2 separate regions of the Danio rerio genome follow, and region 1 is linked to region 2. Evidence: chromatin contacts called from public Hi-C data. All regions are on one chromosome and are shown on one strand. The core of a region is the stretch at or near the end of the contact, and the rest is flanking DNA. Distances in the headings are between cores, read along the strand shown.

What was found. Hi-C and Micro-C count contacts between places; a contact is called where the count stands out from the background.
Region 1: a contact with region 2 is called in a Hi-C map of embryo, with 3 times the contacts expected there. The contact joins the enhancer-like site here to the promoter of slkb in region 2. A contact is called at or near these places in 6 of 18 Hi-C or Micro-C datasets (caudal fin, embryo, hematopoietic stem cells and 1 more) and 3 of 4 datasets of contacts at active chromatin or transcription factors (caudal fin, embryo and gastrula embryo).

What each region holds. Positions count from the first base shown.
Region 1 is chr1:53,209,481-53,212,181 of GRCz12tu, reverse strand. All of the region lies in intron 10 of lef1 (lymphoid enhancer-binding factor 1), which reads right to left. Among named protein-coding and RNA genes, the nearest start is that of hadh, 23 kb to the left of the region's middle. Within about 2 kb of position 1,336, at least 27 of the 62 cell types and tissues checked have an H3K27ac peak or open chromatin away from gene starts, as enhancers often do.
Region 2 is chr1:52,961,122-52,963,836 of GRCz12tu, reverse strand. It overlaps slkb (STE20-like kinase b), which reads left to right and starts at 1,358. Exons shown (of 19, transcript NM_001328385.1): 1 at 1,358-2,161. The coding sequence starts at 2,012.

The sequences.
Region 1 (2,701 bases), core at 87-2,586, 250 kb before region 2:
AGTCACCAGAAACTTTACCAACAAGCGTGTGAACGTCCTCTCTTCCCCTTCCTCTGTGTTAAAATCGGCTGTCGGAAGCTCAAAGTTGTATAGCTCCATCTGACGTCAAAGGAGTGATTGTGCATACTCTTCTGCTTGACGCCTGTGAAAATTACTCGGGTTTGAATACGGAAAAATACGACACCCCTGGTTTATATCAATGGAGAGTGAGCGACTTTCTGCGACCTCGCAACGTGAGTGAGAGCGACCATTGGAAACCAGGTGGCCGTCTCAAGTGACTTGACAAAGTTGAGAATCCTTTAACTTTATACAAATGAAGAGCGACATTTTTGAGCGACAGCCAATATGTGCGGTGTAGAGGTCACATGAGCCTCTCACAGCTTGTTTGTATTCTTCTGTGCTTTAGATTTACACAGACCTGCGTTTGCAACAGGTCACCACCCAAAGCGACTACAAAGTCCCTGATACTGTGAATGAGGCATTAAGAGGTATTAAGAAGTGGTGACTGTAAACTTGATGACTCTAAACTTATAAGTCAAATCCAATATTTATTTAAATGTGCACAAAAATTCAAGTATATTTTGGGAGTAATATGTTAAAGATGTACCAGCAGTCGGAACAAAGGAAACATACAGTGAGGGAATCTCAATTCTAGTGTAAAGGAACTGTTTTTACAGACACTGGAGGAGGTTCAAAGCTTTATAATGAATGATGGGAGGGTGGACCAAGAGCTCAAGTCTGGCTTGTGTTAAGCCTAGTCAGCTGAAAATGTCCACTCTCACACCAAACTGACTTTGGACCAGTGACCTTGTGTTGTAGCACTTGGCTTCATGTCTGGTTTGGCAGAGTCCTTGAAGGAGTCCATAAAAATTCAGCAGGCGCTATAAGCAATGATCTGCTAGGGTTCAAAAAATCCCAACCCGAGTAATAAAAACAGCACCTGGATGAAAAATCTGATTTAAAACAAACCACTTCGGTCAGTCAGCACTTCCTTTGGCCCTGAGACAGCAACATTAAAAAACTCCTACACAATTACGTCTATGGAACAGCAAACCAACCCTTGATCCTGAGATCTCTGTGAAAAGGAAGAATGTTCGCCTCAATAAAACCCTCAACAAAACAACATCAGGTGAGGGTAGGGGACACGAGAAGGGCGAGGGCTCGAGTAGGGTCTGCCCACATCTGAGGAGCGCCGGGACGGGAGCCCAGGAACGACGTGCTCCTGCAAAGCCTGAGCTGCAAGCCAGGGCGGCACTATCAAAGAGCAGCACAATGACTGCTCCCCTCCACCGCCCGGCTGCTTCAAAGGCCTCGCCACCGCTCGCAGTCAGCCGCGGGAGGGGGGGGAACGGGGGAAGAAGAGCGGGGGTTCCGCCTGCTTTCACAATGGGAGCCAGATTTACTCCCTAGGAGAGGAACTCCAGCAAAGTGCAGACGGAGGCCGGGGCGTGAAAGAGCAAGAACGAGAGGAAAGGAAATGCAGTAGACGCCACATACTTTACCAATGCACGGCTAGTGTTTTTCAGCCAACAATAAACATCTGGTTACAGGTTTATCTGACTATTTTCAGTTTTATAAGGTTGCTTTTACAGCATCGATGTTGTAATGTAATTAAATTACAATCAGTTCAATAGAATTAAGCATTCGTTTAGTTGTTCAAGTGCAAACTAAGATGTCAGTAGCGGCAGACTAGCACAGACACTCCATTTAAAACACTGGGGTAAACTAAATTTCCATGTTTTAAAGACATGGCAGGGAATTTAATGGAATTTAATGCAGTGCTTCTTGTCTGGTCGGACACCCACTTTATATCGTAAATCAATCAGGCAGTGAAGATCACTGATTTTTAAAGAAATCAGACCCTAAAATGTGGCATTTTTTAAACAGGGCGAAAGTTCACCAGAGGTGCTTCAGCTGACTGAAAAATAAAAGTTTGTGTGCATATACTCCATTTTTGTCTGCTTCGTGTGCTGGACATGTGATCTATGTAGCAATTGATCTGACCAAAAGATCTGATGGTGGTCATTTCAATGTGCTCAATGATTTCTTCGAGTTTGTTTCTTGCACCTACATAGAAGCAAATCTCCTAGACTCTTTTTATAGCTCTGCTGAGTATCTTGGCTGGGATACATGGAAGGAAACCTCTGGGTTTCCGCTGCCCTCGGTAATATTAACCGCTTTATCTTAAGTGACTTGCACTCTTTCAAGGGTTGGAGCAGGACTCATTTGCGAATACCTTTCCTATTGAGTTCCTGAATTTGAATTCCTCTATCAAACTTGCAGTTTCTTTACTGCACTGAAAAAAAGTGTTGCATGCAAAACTGTTGCAAACAATTTATTTGTGTTGAATTTAAACAAACAAATTAAATTTAATAATGTTCAACTTAATTCATTTGTTTAAATTCAGCCCAAATAAATTGTTTACAACCACTTAACATAAAAAAATGAGTAAACCCAAGGAATCATCATAGAATTTTTTTTTTTTTTGGTGTGGGGAGCAATACAAACAAACTGAAATTATGATTATTTAAACTAGAATAAATTGTCAAGACAAACTCTTGTTTAGAAGATTAAAAATCTCCATGTTGGATGGTTTGTAGGTCAGACAGGAATAGAATGATATAATAGAAAGCATGATCGAACAATGGAGCAACAGAATGATAGATAGAATCTTGGAATACACAAAGAAGAGATGGAATGG
Region 2 (2,715 bases), core at 109-2,608:
AAAATGAATGAATAAATAATGAATTCAACATCAATTAACAACCCCGGAGCTTGCAAAAGCTGTCTTTGTCTAATGGTCAAATCTGTCTAATTGTTTATATCAGCTGTTGTTAAAGAAGTCAACAACACCACTAATGGAAAATGATTGAAAAGTATTTATTTATTTATTTATTTATTTATTTATTTATCTATTTATTTATTTATTTATTTATTTTATTATTCGCCTTGTAATTCCAAACCTTTTTATTTTAAAAGTTTCTATCAATATTTGGCCTCTTCTACAAAGCCCAATTACAGATTTCAGAGGATTTCTATGTTGTACATTTAGCACCATGGTCACTTTCTTTTGGGAAAGAGACGTGTTCATTTTTAAAAAGACTTTAAAGCCCATTTATTAACAAAAACTGTCAAAAATTCTGATAGAACCTTTTAAATGCAACAATATGGCGATATGATAGATCATTACTGACCATAGATATCTAAAATAAAGCTTTATATTACAGTGTTTCTCAATTGCTTTTCTCAATTCTTCATTTCTCATTTATAAAACAATAAGTTAAGGGGCGATGCATTGACACAGTGGGTAACCTCAAAGCAAAAAGGTCGCTGGTTCGAGCTTTAGCTCGGTCAGTTGGCATTTCTGTGTGGAGTTTGCATGTTCTGCCCATGTTGGCATGGGTTTCCTCCAGGTGCTCTGGTTTCTCCCACAATTCCAAAGACATGCTCTATAGGTGAATTGAGTAAGCTAAATTGGCTACAGTGTATGTGCGTAAATGAGAGTGTATGGGTGTTTCCCAGTGATGAGTTGCAGCTGAAAGGGATAAAACATATGCTGGATAAGTTGGTGGTTCATTCTGCTGTGGTGACCCTAGATTAATAAAGGGACTAAGTTGAAAAGAACATGAATGAATGTAATACATTTTTCAGACATGTACTAAAGTTCTGAAGTTCCAGCAAACAGTTGTACAATTTGATCTCATAGTTTAGAGCAGTGGTTCTCAAACTGTAGTAGTGGTACGCAGGCTTCCTTCTAGTGGTATAGTGGTATAATATGCCATATATGACATATAGCCTATATTTCTGATTCTGAGGTAATCTGCCATGTTTTTTTTTTAACTGTGCAGAGGTGTAGCTGCTTTACTGGGCCTACTACGCTATTGTATTCAATACTGTTCATTTTTTATGGTACTTGGAGAGACAATTTTTTTAGGTGGTGCTGATGTGGCAAAGCAATTGAGAAAGTCTGTATATTATGTAGTTTTATCATGTCTATGGTGTTGACATCCACGACGGCAGGTGACAGCAAAGCGCAGGCGCGAACCCCAGCGAAGAATCACCGCCGCTCCTCGTGAACGCGCACAGCGACAACAAATCCGCTATTAGAGGAGGACGCGCGCATAGTTTCTCCAAACAAAAACTATTGTGCGTTTAATACGTTTGGAGCAGTTTCGCTTTTTAAATCCATGACCGGAGGATGTACAACGTACGACTGTGATTGTACCGGGGATTCAAACATTTTACGAGCCTCAAACGAGACTTTATACAAATAGGAAGAGGAAAAACTAGGTGTTTTTACGGACCAGATTCATGAAACTCCGAAGGACAACAACACCAACCTCATGACTTATCCTGAAAGAGCCATACGCCGGATTTATTCCCTACAAGAATAAACTGCACACCGTAGATTAATTCATTTTAATGCTTTATTTTATTTTTAAATTATAGACCACATGTCTATGAGCCAATAGCAGCCAGAACCTTTTTCTTTGTTTGAGCATTTGTGCATATTATTGAACACTATATAATTAGTAGTGTAACATATCAAGTTCACAGATTTTAACGTCCAATAACGAACATGTGAACACTCAAGACTGTTTCCTGATTAGACAAGAGGCTGAATAGTTTGATTAGCCATGAAGATGCAATAAGAGCTGCGTTGCTTTACGCGCATTTAAACATCCACTGAAAGAAAATCTCTTGCTAACCATCCAGAAAAAAAGTCGTATCTGGCGATGTCCTTCTTTAATTTCCGAAAGATCTTTAAACTGGGGATAGAGAAGAAGAAGAAACAATATGATCACGTGCACAGGGACACAAACCCAGAGGAAATATGGGAGATTGTTGGAGAACTGGGGGATGGAGCCTTTGGGAAGGTGTTCAAGGTAAAACAAAATGTTTATTTTTTCCACAAATTAAGAGGTAGTACTTTCCAATGCAGTTATAACAGAGTTGTAATATTTTATTTTTCTGCTTCTCAGTCAATTTGACCGAGATTCTATCCATCCATCCTGTTGTATTAGTCTATCTGTGTATTTATTTGTCTGTCTACCTAAAATTTTCCCTGCCTGTCTATTTGTCTTTCATTCTACCTTTTTGTCTGTCTGTGTATTGACATTTCTCTGTCAGTTGTTCTAACACGATATCTTTATCTCTCTTTATCTATCTGCCTGTTGGTCTTTTATTAATCATTCTATCGCTGTTTCATTAACATTATTTGTCTGTCTATTGTCTGATATTCTTCCTATTTGTCTATTTGTAGGTTGAACATAAATTCTCTCTGTCCTTCTGATCTAAAATTAAATCGATCTATCTGTCTGTCTATCACGCATCCATCAATTTCATCTGACTATCATTATTTCATTTGTCCATCCATTCATCCAACCAAGCAACTAGCAAACTGTCTTACTATTGTTTACTAGGCTTGGGCCAGTATATG